Linked DNA regions of Danio rerio: all the other regions are linked to region 1. The links are chromatin contacts, called in public Hi-C and HiChIP or PLAC-seq maps. All regions are on one chromosome and are shown on one strand. The core of a region is the stretch at or near the end of the contact, and the rest is flanking DNA. Distances in the headings are between cores, read along the strand shown.

Region 1 (4,674 bases), core at 1,393-3,892:
CTTGGGCTATCATGTGTGCCCTTGCAAAAGGCTTTCGAGAAACTACAGTAAACTATCACATAGGAGAGTCTGACCTTCCTTTTGATTCTTCTATCTCTGATTGTGCTTGTAACATGAGAGATTTGTTGGAAAGTCACTACAATAAGTGATCTATATATAAATAAGCGCGGATTATTGAATTGTGAAAATCCTCAATATTTTCCACCTTGATTGACACTTGGGGTCTAACTTACATATTTAAGGTTTTGAATGTGCAATAATGGAAAAATAATTATAAGCTTACTTGAAAAGCAACTTAGTGGATTTAATAGATTTATTAGATTTGAGTTTTAGATTCAAATATCTAGTCAAGACAGACAGACAAACGGAAGAACGGACGAATAGACAGACAGACTGACTGTCACAATTTAATAGGGTCAATTTGTTTAGTCAACACTTTGTCAAAATGTGTTATAGTCTATAAAATTGCATTGTGTTATCCTTCTATTTTTTCATTGTAGAGTTTATGAAGTAAGACAATATATGGCAGGAACAAAGAGTAGCTTAAATGCAAATTAATGGCATGGGATAACTCACAGGAAAAAATTACACAAAATATTCATTTTTTTTAAAGCAAATCTTCTGTGGGATATATTTTGACAAAAGTTTTTCAAAACAGTCTTTAGCTGTTCGCGATACAAAAATACAGTCAAACGGTTTGGAACGACATGATTATAAGTAAATGACTAAAGTTTTATTTTGGGGCAAATAGCCAGTTTAATTGACTTCCTTCAGATAAATAAAATAGCTCATAAGCAAAACATCTGTATTTTCCCTGTTTTCTTTGTAACACACTCGCCACAGAACATACAGGGACGGCGGTGACCTGAACTGAACGCGACTCTTGATGGGCCTGAACACTCTCGTCATTACGGTTTACCTGCTCCATCGGCGCCGTTCACTTACTCGCAGCTCTCTGGCGCCTCTCGAAGAGTGAGCCTGTAATAGCAAAGAGATCATCTGGGACAGGACTCTCGTCCTTTCAAAGCAGGGTCACTGAACTATGCCTCTCATATTATCAGTGAAAACGATCAAATGGTCACGGATTTCCACGCGTTTGGAAGCGACCGCGCAAGCACTGCTGCTCTGCTGCTCGTGAACGATGATGATGCGCGAGGACAGCCATTCAGCTCTTTTAAGTCACATATAGACTTAATTATATAACAATACTTCACAATGAAGTTAAACCTTTAGATGAGTACTTTAGATAAGTGTGTCTTGACTGTAGGACCACGTGTCCTAGACATTTCAGATCAACAAGCAAAACTTTCTTAGGCTCTAACGGCAATAAAATAATGGTATAAACTAAATCTATAGTATTAAAACATGTTTGTCTTGGGTAGGTGGTGTCTATACAATGATGCAATGTCATTAGCTTAAAATAAAAAAAAAACAATAGAAACCAAGGGAGAGAAAGAGAGAGAGGGAGAGTAAATGGGGTCTTCTAATTATATTGTCTAAAACATTTAATAAAACTGCATGTGTTACCCTTTATCCAGACTTATTCCGCGTGAGGGAGCGATATTTCTACCATCCCTTTCAAGTACGCATCCTTCAATTAGAATGCTGTTCCCGTCGCCTCCCACTACCGTATAATTAGACTTGAGAGATTCAGCTAATTTCTCTCTCTCTCTCTCTCTCTCTCTCTCTCTCTCTCTCTCTCTCTCTCTCTCTCAGTTCCATTCTGATCGTCTAATTTCACCTCAAAGGCATATTTTCACGGTGTAACTCGCTGGTTAAACAAGGCCATATCCATTTGTTAATTGATGCAATTACGCATTTCTCGTAATGGTCGCGTAGGTCCCGAGATACGCATCAATCAGTTTTCTGTTGACCTGCCAGAGGTTCTCTTCACGTCTGCCGGGACTGGCCCTCTCTCTAATAGAGAGAGATGGAAACATCATCGCAATTAACATCAGGTCGGACCTCTGATCGGCCAGACAGATGCGAGCAAGGGTCCTGTAGATTCCTCTTCAGTTCATTTGCGCATCAGCGGGACAGTGTCTGAAATGTATAATAATAAGAAAATCGGGAACATATAGGCTACTAATATTATTAGATCATATATATTTAAAGAAAATAGATTAATTTAAAAAGTATAATTCGGTCTAAAACGGTAATATATTATCTTAACCTTAAAATAATTTACATGATAAACCTAAATATTGACACATGGCATAGTCACGGATAATAAAACAATATCTGGCATTAAATGCTGTTTTTATATTAATATGCAAAATATTGTTTTAAAAAAAGCTGATTTATTTTTGTATTATTGTGAAAGTGATATATATGAATTACATAATTTTTTTTTCAAAATTATTTTTTATATTTATTCAGTGGCTGTTTGAAATACTTTTAAGGGCTCTAAGTCTAATAATACACTAATGTTAGAAAAGAACAGAAAGGGGGAAAACAGGGGACAGGGGTGTGCAAAACACACCTCAAGAAAAGCGCGAAGCATGACGTGATTGGCAAACACATCATTCTATCCTCGCCGTCCCGGGATTAGAATGACGTCACACTGATACCCGTGCATGGATGAATTCTAAAGAACTATAGAGGCACAAATAATAGCACAACCACAAGTTCATATCTTGCAAGTCTTACGTTATCCTTTAAGCTTTCTACAGCTGTTTAACAACAATATTTTTGTACTTGATGAAGCTTAACTCTAATTTCTCATTTCCTTAAGGGGATTATCTATACATATAAAACTAGGGCTGGCGTAAACATCCTCAGTGCTTCCCAGTTAAGTGCAGTCATCTATTATTGAGCGAAAGGCCGAGTGTGGAAATGTGTGTAAGACGGTGGATTTGAAGTAGATTTGGTTTCAATCGATCAGCAGGAGAAGAATATTGCTTATGGTAACAAAAGAAGCAGCTATGTCCTTCTCTCAGTTTGGATATCCTTACAATGCAACTTCTCAGGTAAGCATGCAAATTATATATTTTTTTAATGTAGATGGCTATTAAGCGTGTACATCGTTGTGTGCGTTTTGTTTTCTTTTTCCACATTCTGTCATACTCCCTGGATCTCAGGAACTAACACTAGGTAGCAGCAGATTGTTCTGTCACTAAGTAAGTCCTAAACTAAAGTTAGACGTTATCGTGGGTTTGTCAATATTTATAGTAATGGGTTATTTGAATTATAAATGACCTCACGTGTTGTTGTAAACGTGTAAATTACCTTTACGGTGTAATTGTTTAGTGAGAGCGAGACTCCTCCCTTTGCCGGTAGCCTTTGCCGTCTCTGTGTATAAACTAATTACAGATTTACTGATAACATAGATAATTTCGACAACATGACTTAAGTCAAACTCAAGTTTTATTTAAAGTCGACAGATTGTTTAATTGTCAAAATAAGCCGCGCTCACTTAACTTCTCCTGTCCTGAGGCAAAACTTAGAAAGTTTACTTTCAGCTTTGACAAAATCACTTTTTGAAAAATTAAGTAAGACAAACCCTTTGCCTTTTTATTTTTAAGTCATTTACACAAAGTCTCAATTCAGTTAAACTATAGGATTATCTTTATGAATAAAACGAATGAATGAAAATAATTGCAATCGGTCTCCAAAGAAAAAGAGCTGCTTTACCACAGAGCAGCTCCATCTTACCTTAATTCTTTTTCAAACTACGGAAACGCCTGCTTTGAAACGCAAATAAAAAAGTCATGTTTATCCACAATTTTCTTCATGCAGTTTTTCGTGTCGGCAACCCCCAGTACGACTTGCTGCGATTCGATATCCAGGTCGGTGACAGAAGGATCGAGCGCATCGCAGACCGCAGCCTCCTTCTGCTGTCCCTCCTATGAGAACCGGCTGCTGGCGAGTACACGGACGGAGCTCAACGCCGCGCTCGGGATGTACGGCTCCCCTTACGCAGCAGCAGCGGCCGCAGCCGGGCAGAACTACGCCAACTACTTTCCGTATAGCGCCGACCCCTCCGCCATCTACTCCAGCCTGGTACGTGCAGCACTTCACCAGATAAAGCGGGTCCTCCGTTCAATCGATTGTCTCATTCATGTCACGGCTTGTTATTGATTATTTTGGCTTGGTAAGAGGATCAAGCTGTCTAGCACTCTGGTGAAATAACTGAATAATCAGAAGAAATGAACAGAATGAAGCAACATTGCATGACGCCTGCTTGCTATAAACAGGGCCTACTTGGTTTAATGGACAATAAATAGACAGAAATGTGCGATTTATCATAAAAATATTGAAAAAAATAGGTTTATGGAGTAAAGAGATAAAACTGTTAACACTGTGAATAATAAATGTTTATCAGCAAGCACTGTCTCAGTAACATATAACTGAAATATCAGATGCTAAAGTCTATGTTTTTTTTGTTGTTTGTTTGTTTTTTATTGTTTATATTTAGAACCCACAATATGAAATCAAAGAGGGGTCAGGCAGTCTTCATAGCACTATAACACAACCAGCCACTTACTATCCATATGACCACTCACTCGGACAGTACCAGTATGACAGGTGAGATTTGTTTTTATCCCATTTCTAATATGGCATATTTTAATATACTTAAAATGCAGATAAATGATCCAGATATTCCACTATTTATTTGATCCAGGTATGGGACAGTTGATTTTAATGGATCAACACGGAGAAAGAACGCCACAC
Region 2 (4,674 bases), core at 1,253-3,752, 820 kb before region 1:
ACCGCTTCACATGCATTACGAGATATCTGTTGACCTCAGACGCTCAGAGGGGGTTATGTCCATGTCATACACAAATGCTGCTACATATTCTATTACAGCTCAAAGTGGTGTTTTTGGAAAATAGAATATCCTGCTTTGGGGCCCTTCTGTCTTCAGCTGTACAGCACCTGGGCAAAAGCTGGAGAGGAGGTTGTAGGAGACCTGGCAAGGCTGACTTTTTGGAATATGCTCAAAGCACGGTGACTATTTTTGTAGGAGCTGCAAAGCTCTGTTTCTGATTTCCATTCACTGAAGGCAAGGCTAAACCTCAGGAGAGTAGAAACAGTGGCTAAGCTGCTCTGTTTCAACTCAGCTATATTATTTCACCTAATTACGGTGTAATCTTATCTTATTAATTTACACTCTGATGTTAATTAGCCCATTGTCAAAACAAACTGCACCCACGTGCAATCACTGGGTCACATTGGCTTCAAGACAATCATAATTATATCTGATTGTAGGAGGACGGTGTGTTTTAATTGGGCCTTTAATATAAAATATATATTTTGGCGAAATCTGATTCATATGTTCAAATTAAATTATCTTTTTTTATATCAAGTGTCAAAATTTTACAAAACCTAGTCCCAATAATGTTTAGAGTTCTTCTTGAACATTACTGAACACACATACACACACTAAATGGCTTGATAACCAGTTTCAAGGTTTACCACTGTCACACCGCCAAAATTTTCTGTTATACTGTACCTACAGTTTATTTAAGCTTTTATGACTATTTCATTACATTTTTTAGGGTTACAGACAGGCCTGGATTAAGAATTCAGAGAATTTATATAATATAATAGGCCCCTGGGCACAATGTCTTGAAGGCCCCCTACCTAGCCGCACACTTATACCATCATAGTTGAATTAAAAAATAAGATTAATATAATTTTTTAAAAATAAAATTAATCTATAATGTATTGCCCGCATTTTTTAAATAAATGATATGCTGTACATATATTTCATGTCCACAAAGATATAATTTATTTTTTAAAGCATTTAAAGCATACTTTGATAAAAAAAAATACTAATACAACTAGTAAAAATTAATGGATTTTAATTTACTTGTTCAAGTTCACCGAAGCAGTAATAAATGTATATTTTAAGGATTCCCACTTGTCTTCCTAATGATTCCTAATGAGTAGGCAAAATCTGATATGTAGTGGGGGAAAAAAGAAGAACTTGTTCATAAGACGCTGGATTCGAAACCGGGTTCATAATCGATCACGTCAAAACATGTTGCCATGCGCTTTACGAGCGACGCCACTCACGCTGCTGTCTGTGGTTATGTTGTCTCTGTCAATCAAACGGTGATGGGCGTGAATTGCTTGACTAGCTTACTCCAACAAGCTGCGCTAATTGCATTTAGCCTAAACAGACACTCCAAAATTGACAATTTTTTCCCCCTCGCAGGGGCCTCTAGTGCGCACGGGTACCTGAGCCTGTGCCCATAATGCCCATTGGTTAATCCGGCTCTGGTTACATTATCTCCACATCAAAAGCTATCGGTCAGCCCACGATTCAACATCTGAAAAACAAATCGCTTATAAGCCAACATCCAAGCATGCTAAGAGCTGAGCAGTGCAGTGCCTTTATACACAAAGAAAAGAAAGATCTCCAAAGTGTTTTTAAAAGTAACGAAGACAGCAGAGGTCAGTGATTTATTTTAATTATTTAGTTTGAGATGTTTACTGTGCCAAGATATTTTAAGTGTTTATCAAAAAAAATTGTGTTTATATAATATATATATATATATATATATATATATATATATATATATATATATATATACACACATATATATATATAAACAATGTTTAAGTACACTGACATGTACAAACATATTTACCATAATATATAAATATCTGTGAAAATGGCCTAATGTATTTATTTGTATAGCCTACTCTTGATGTACTTTCAAAGCCTGGTCTCAATAACAAAAGCAATGATATAGTTTTAACATGTCATAACATGAAATGCTTATATACTGTATATCTAAAAGACAAGAGAATAATACCTGAGCACTTTTCATGTGCTGCATTTCTATTACTCACAGCAGGGTACCTCCATAAGCTATTAATATGCACTTTCTGTATATTTAGTACATAATTCCTTCAATTCGCTAAAAATATGACTTCAAGAATGCAAGAGCACACTATTTCAAACTCGCCACTTTACCACAAGTGAGAAGCACCTATATCCACTTCCGGTTTGACTCAAATTTCAAGCGTGGCTTTCCTGGCGCAAGGATTCTGGGAAACGTAGTTCTTAACGTAATACTGGGAAGGACCTAAAGAACAAGACGCTGACATAAAACAACAACACGCCGTTTATTGCCATGCACGTGTCATACACCATTATAAACATTGCTTATTTCATATTTAAATCTACTCACTATAATTTCACAAGAAAACGGCACACTTCTCAAGACTACATAACCCAGCGCTGCGCGCTATGAAACCGAGGCAGCGTAAACAGTACTTCAGGAACATGAAAAGATCGGATGACAGTGAGAGGGAAAAGAGGAGAAAGGTATCGCTTGTAGTTTTCTCTCAGTTCGCCAAGCAGCACATGTAGTTGTGGAGTTTATAAGCCACCGTTCAGTGCGTCCGCGGCGGTATTGCATGCGCTGGTTGGTGCTGTGTGTTCATTTGAAGTGCGCATGTGATGCTGCTGTTTGCTCCTGTAATGTTTCCATTCTTTTATCGGAGGAGTTTTGCCTCTTTGAGCACACAGCCGTCCGGCACGCGAGTGTGTGTTAAGGCACCGCGCAGGGGGAGTGTTTTCTCATGACTGCCACACTCTGACTTTGCTTGAACGGGCTGTGTGGCGGCGTTACAGTGTGTTCAGTGATGGTGGTAATGAATGAAGTCGAGAGGAGATGTGAGACTAGTCCAGGTGTCTGTCACTCTCTGAAGGTGTCTCTGCTGAACCCATTGTTTCTAGTTTATTTCAGAATGAAGCGCATGTGTTGGGTTTACACCTGTTTTCTGACTAAACACATGATTCACATATGAGCTTGGGCTGGAAATGAAACGGTTGTGTTTATAATTTAGCATATACAGATTGATGTTGTTGTGCAGCTGTGTTTATCTGAACTTGTTGCTTTTCAGTGTGTCATTTTTGTTAAGCATTATGGTTTGAAGCTTTTTGACCCTGAACGTTTAGGCAGTCATTTATTTGGTTTTATACCAACATAAACAATGAGAGGCTGATTACATGGTGCAGGTCTTACAAATAACTACCTTAGACAAAGAGCACACAGCTTGTTGCATTCCATTCAAGGTATACATTTAGTCAGTTTGTGCATTCATGAGAATCAATTCTATCAAGCCTCGATATTGATGTTGATGCAATAGCCAGAATCAAGCAGGCTTTTAAATAGCCCTATTATAAGTAGACTCAGTAGGTAAGAAATTAACCAGGCAGGGCAGAATATACATCGAAAGTGAGTTCTTTATTAGTAAAAGTTTTAAAGTTTTTAGTATTAGTAAAAGTTTTAAAGTTAACTACCTTTTGCTACATTTTATGTCAGTTTCGGGTAATTTTTTATTTATTGGGTAAAGTCCTGTACAACTGTTACACAAATCATTCCCATGAGGAAGTGTGTGGTTTAACATGCTGTCATATTTAAAGATTTATACCTGTTCCTGAGAAGTTGATTCGTAAATTTCGGATGTTCTCTACAGTCAAAATGCTTTTGTTTGAAAATCAAAATACACATAATAGTGTGTTGGTTTTGCATTTCAAGAGAGCGTACTGCTTGCATAGTTCATGCCATATTCAGACTACTTAAAATCAACTTTGCTTTAGTCTGTTTGATGTAGTGTGTTGTGGTGATTTGTAAACATCTGGTGTTACAACACAAAAAAACTCCATCAATTGACGAAAGTGAAGGGGAAATAAAAAACTTAAACAGAGAAACCAGGCTCAGTTGGGCATGACCATTTCTCATCTGGCCGAACTTCTTGAGCAGAGTTGCAGTCTACGCTGGAGGCTGGAGAACAATACTGCTGCTGATATTGCTGCTGATGCGTGTAATAATGCTACATGTACAGAGTAAAGGTTGATTATTTCTAATGAGAAGACAGCCAGTGCAAAAGACACTTTGCCTTCTCAATGATATCTTGCATGTTGTTAAAGCGATGTTTAGTTGGAAAGCAACATTTACAATAGTGCTGCATGATATTGGAAAATTCTCACATTGCAGTATTTTGTTTTTCTGCGAAATTTATTGCAATATGAATAGAATTATTTCACCAAATCACTTGACTAGCTCAATTTGGAAAGAACCCATAATTTCATATTCATTGGTATTATATTGTAGGCCAGATAATCTTCATAATTTAATTAATACATTTTTGATGAGTCTAACTGTATTTGAGTATAAGTTGAACAATTAAATGTAAGCAAATAAAACTGCATAGACTTCATTCCATTAAAGTGAAATGCATTGAATTTTTATTGTTATAAGTACTTGTACTTGGTTATAGGCCTTTAAAACAAAGCAAACAAGCATTCTTTCACTCCATTAGGGTTAAGCTTCACAATCACTCAACAATATGGTTATTGATCACTGGTCAGTTATAATGCGACTAAAGTTTTTGAATAAACTGAAGCTCAACTTGACATTAC
Region 3 (4,674 bases), core at 547-3,046, 520 kb before region 1:
GAGGTGGGTTGTTTTCTGAGGGCGGAGAGTTGATAATGGCCTGGTTGATTTTGACCGGTTCGCCGTTGGCCTGTTCTAAGCTGTTGTGGTGGAGGTGATGGTGATGACTGTGATGGTGAAAGTGCTCTGCGCGGTCGCCGTGAATTTCTTTACCGTCTTTCACCATCGCTTTGAACAATCTTTGCTCCGGCCCTTGTAAATCCTCATAGCCGTCTGAAATTTCTGAGTCACTCCTGCCATCCAGTTTCAAATCAGAATGCAGTTCGTCCTGCTCGTCTAAATCGTCCTTATTCTCAATATTCTCCGTGTCGATATTCTCCAAATCGATTTCCTCCTCGTCCTCGCGTTTGTCTCCGTCATCCCCCTCGTGATCGCTGTTGTAAACATTTCCTTCCTCGTCCGTGCGACTCCGTGGGGTCCAGGTCATCTTGTTCTCCTTCTTTAGCCTCCTCCTGGCATTAGCGAACCAGGTGGACACTTGAGTGAGGGTCATTTTAGTGATGATGGCCAGCATGATCTTCTCGCCTTTGGTAGGATATGGGTTTTTCCGGTGCTCGCTTAGCCAGGCCTTAAGCGTGCTGGTGCTCTCTCTGGTGGCATTTTTGGGTCTGGAAGGGTCTCCGAACTGGTACTGACCATATGGATAAAAAGCAGGATGATGATGAGCAAATCCAGGATGCTGGACGCCCGGGCTGTCCTTTAACTCGTACTGTGCTCCCTTAAAAACACAGAACATTGATTCAACATTAGTGCAATTCCCTATCACTATAATTGGCCTGACCTGGATGTATTGTTTAAGAATATGTTAATTCTGTAAATGATTTTGATTCTATGAGAGCAATTAAAAAGAAAAAAAAATAGATAAAAAACATTGGGCTTATGAACTGTATTAAATTATTTAATAACTTGTCAATGCATTTATATAAATTATTTCACACTGACAAGATATTGCATATATCCTATATTAAAATATCAACAATTAAATGCACGTATATACACACACACACACCACACACATGATATTTTAATATGCACATCTAAAGAAGTAGACTAATAAAATAGTATAGCTATTTTAATTGATTGCAATTCATTAACATCACAATAACACGCTTTTCGCTTATTTTTGTTTTGAACAGCTATTATTTATAACTTTTTAAAACTTTTTTGTCTTTACAAAACATAAAAAAAGCAAAGTTCACAATCATTTAGCAAAACAAGCAGTCGGTAACGACTAGTACAGAAACACGAATTGAAGGATTTTGTTAGGTATTAAGCCGTGGCATATATGTTAAACATGTTTTAAACAGTTAATTTTATTTGTGCAATTATAGTAAGATTAAAAAATTACACGAAAATAAAATGATTACTCACCAGTTGGTTGAAAATGGACAGATCATTTGAATAAGGAAGAAAAGCTCCATAGCTTTGTGCGGCTGCGAAAGGTGATCCGTACATAGTAGAGAGAACATTAGAGAGCGCCCCGGACGGGCTCAGGTCTGTCCCGGCTCGGGCACTGCCTATCCCCTGCCTGTCCTGCGAGTATATGGGTCGGATGTACTGATATCCCAGCTGTGGGAAAGACATTGTTGTGGAGAAAGTCTACTGGAGTCACAAAAAGCGGCGAATCGCCCTCTTGGTGCGCACCACGATATCCACTTTACAGTGAGTACAAAGTGTCAGGGAAGTCTATATTTCCTCCGAAAGAGCCAGTGTAAACGATCCGATTGCGCTTTCCTCCCTTACTTCCCTATTGATCTGAATGGACTAAGGTCAGGTCCTTACAGATTGCTTTAGATTATTGGAACTCCTTTTTGTGATTGACATTTTTAGTCGTTCAGAAGCTCCTCCTATTTCTCAAGTCTCACCCCCACTTACACAGCCTCTCTCTTTCTCTCTCTCTCCCTCCCTCCCTCTTTCTCTCCCCCTCTCTCTCTCTCCGCTCCTGCTCTCCGTCTGGATAAGTCCTCTGACGTCGCCATCTCTTATTTGAATGAGTTTCAAATCTCATTTTATGGCTCGCCAATCATTTCATTTGTTATTTGTTCGCGGCTTCAGCCCTTTCCCATTTTTTTGTTACTTCTCAAAAATGTTGATCCACAAAATGGTAAATATTTTATTCTTGAGTCATTAAGATCTAGTGAGATCTAGTGTTTTTCATTTAGTCGCGTCTTCTTCATGCATGTGAAACGAAAAACTTCAAAGTGTAAATCGGAGAGTTCAGACAGAATTTTGTTTGCGCTGACAAAATACTGAAGGAAAACCTTGTACTGTACGAAGAGCGTTTTTAGTTCATCTTACACGGAACAAGCCAGTCGAGGTCCTCTGACGCCTTTAGTGTGTGAACCATCAAAACATTGGCATTTTACCGTTCGCCTTCTGAGTAAGTTGACAACAAACGAAAAGCTTGAAGAGCAGCACATTTATTTTTTATGTACATATTCACTAAATTACAATTTAGTGTGGTGCATTTACATTTTAACTTAATATTATTACTACTCTTATTATTATTATTATTACTATTATTATTACTATTACTATTATTATGTCATGTAAGTAATACAGTTAAACTGTCAGTCTTCTGGGCGTTTTTGATGTATTAAATTATAATCGCAAATGTTTCAATTGCATTCATGTGTAAAATCTTCTGTTCTTAAAAAACATATTTTAAGCGATTAACCTACCGGATTACTCTACAGATCGACAGATATCCACTGAAAAGATCTGATATAATCCGCACCCTTCTGTAAATAATACGGATTAAAACAAGGACGATGATCACGATTGAAATTCCTTGAATCAATATATGAAAATATGCAGGAAACATCCATAATCGTATTATGCCTCTAGTCTAGTGTCATCATATGTCTGCTAATCGTCTTCCAAACAACGGCACCGATTAGTGCTTTAACGAGTTTCATTTATTTGAATATAGGATGACTAAATCTCAATTCAGTAATGAAAGATTAGGGCAAATCAACTTCGGTTTGGATTTACTGAAGTGGTTTCCAAGAACTTAATGTTCCTCTTAAATCTACCATCTGCTTTTAAAGAGATATTGTTAAGGCATCCCATAATATCTGGAATGGCATTTGTATTGGCTCTTCGCTTATTTAGGGACTCCCAGATTTCCATGTTCTCTTTACCACGTGCCTGCTGTTTTGACGTCTAACAATGCAGGAATACGGGGGTTATTAATTAGAACAGCAGTCTGATGCCATTCAGAGCGCATGGTAATAACTACATAACCGTCAATAACACCCACACGGACCTGCAGAGCTAACAAGAGCTCTTAGCCCACCCGGCTGACCCCACAGCACTGCGCCATCTGGGACAATGCAAAGTACAGCTAACGCTCTACGTTTCAAGCAGTCTGCTTTTCCTTTCAGTCATATTTCACGTTGATTTTACCTACACACATTGGCTGTTATTTTGATGCAAAGTAATTGCGCATTTGGTGAAGCATATAGGACGCACGGTGGAAAAGATAAGCGTGCGGCTGGTGTCCGCCCTGCAGCGCTCTGAGTTCGGATGGACACGTGTCTCATCCCGGGACCTGTCAGGGCCTCAAGGTTTGCCTCTGATTTATTGGCCCAATCAAATACACATGCACTAACTTAACACTTTCACACTGACCCAGGAAACTGGCACAGCCATAAAAGCATTAGGACGGGGTTTTCTTCCTGCCTTCTTCTCCCACCTCTTGGAAGCCCCTGTAACGATGCAAATTAAGTGACAAACCATGATAAAACTATACTACTACTACTAATAATTATTAGTTATAATTCTTGCTTTATAATAACAATAAAACCACACAATTAATTTGTATCTATATTATTATTATTTCCATAAACCAATATAAACTGATATAAATAAATATTTAAAATTTTTTTTTACTTTTAGCATGACTTTATTAAACGCAGACCAACATTTCAAAGCTCGGCACTAATATCACGTGTATAAATAGGGCAATCTTGGATGTGTGACTTGAGGGATGATTTCTGTGACTCCTTTACTAGCAATTATGCAGATGACACCATTTCGCATTCTCCAACACGCATCCAAATAAACAAGCAGAGACGTTGCGCTCAAAAGCGTTTCCTTATGCAATACACAAGATGCCTGCGACAGCGCTGATCAAAGACTTCAAACAGGGGCTCTTCAAATTACACCTCTGAATCAGCTCTATAATGCCAAGGCGACAGAAAACAAGTAACACATATCCCATCGCACATGGTCTTTTAAAGGGGCTTTTCTGATCCGATCTGTTAATTGAGGTGACAAAGGATTTAAAAAGAAAACACACTTAATGACCTTTGATGTGTGTGGTGTATTCGACAGGGGGGGAGGAATGAGAAATATGTGTGTGAGAGAGAGTGTCACTGGTGTAAATCTCATTTTCTTTAACAGCTCTGGCAAACAGGATTTTATTTGGTCAGTTCTCAATATGAGTTTAGAAAGGAAATCAGTTTGTAGGTTCTGTAAGAATTTAGCATCAAAATTTTGGTTACACTAAAGGTAATATAACAGCTTTATCTTCATCAGGCTATAGAATAATTACTTGTGCTGCTTGGTCTAAAAATGAATTTCTTGATTTTTAATAAAAACTAGTTCCAAATTATAATATTATATATAATTACGATTTTAATTAAACAGCAATACATTAAAAGTACACAC

The links. Hi-C and Micro-C count contacts between places; a contact is called where the count stands out from the background. HiChIP or PLAC-seq counts read pairs in DNA pulled down with a chosen protein or histone mark.
Region 2: an H3K4me3 HiChIP or PLAC-seq map of embryo shows a contact between it and region 1, with 13 times the contacts expected there. The contact joins the promoter of fto here to the promoter of irx6a in region 1. A contact is called at or near these places in 1 of 18 Hi-C or Micro-C datasets (caudal fin) and 1 of 4 datasets of contacts at active chromatin or transcription factors (embryo).
Region 3: a Hi-C map of fibroblasts shows a contact between it and region 1, with 5 times the contacts expected there. The contact joins the promoter of irx3a here to the promoter of irx6a in region 1. A contact is called at or near these places in 7 of 18 Hi-C or Micro-C datasets (caudal fin, embryo, fibroblasts and 1 more) and 2 of 4 datasets of contacts at active chromatin or transcription factors (caudal fin and embryo).

The regions. Positions count from the first base shown.
Region 1 is chr7:35,624,832-35,629,505 of GRCz12tu, reverse strand. It overlaps irx6a (iroquois homeobox 6a), which reads left to right and starts at 2,642. Exons shown (of 7, transcript NM_001023575.2): 1 at 2,642-2,969; 2 at 3,739-4,002; 3 at 4,418-4,527; 4 at 4,625-4,674. The coding sequence starts at 2,904. LOC110439935 (a long non-coding RNA gene) reads right to left here and starts at 4,001. Exons shown (of 2, transcript XR_002459227.2): 1 at 3,655-4,001; 2 at 300-2,043.
Region 2 is chr7:36,448,172-36,452,845 of GRCz12tu, reverse strand. It overlaps fto (FTO alpha-ketoglutarate dependent dioxygenase), which reads left to right and starts at 2,502. Exons shown (of 10, transcript XM_001345874.9): 1 at 2,502-2,571. The coding sequence starts at 2,530.
Region 3 is chr7:36,147,647-36,152,320 of GRCz12tu, reverse strand. It overlaps irx3a (iroquois homeobox 3a), which reads right to left and starts at 1,796. Exons shown (of 4, transcript NM_001320125.1): 1 at 1,372-1,796; 2 at 1-718. The coding sequence starts at 1,584. The region is part of intron 7 of LOC141375396 (a long non-coding RNA gene); the gene reads right to left. It overlaps LOC141375397 (a long non-coding RNA gene), which reads right to left. Exons shown (of 3, transcript XR_012383392.1): 3 at 3,634-3,710.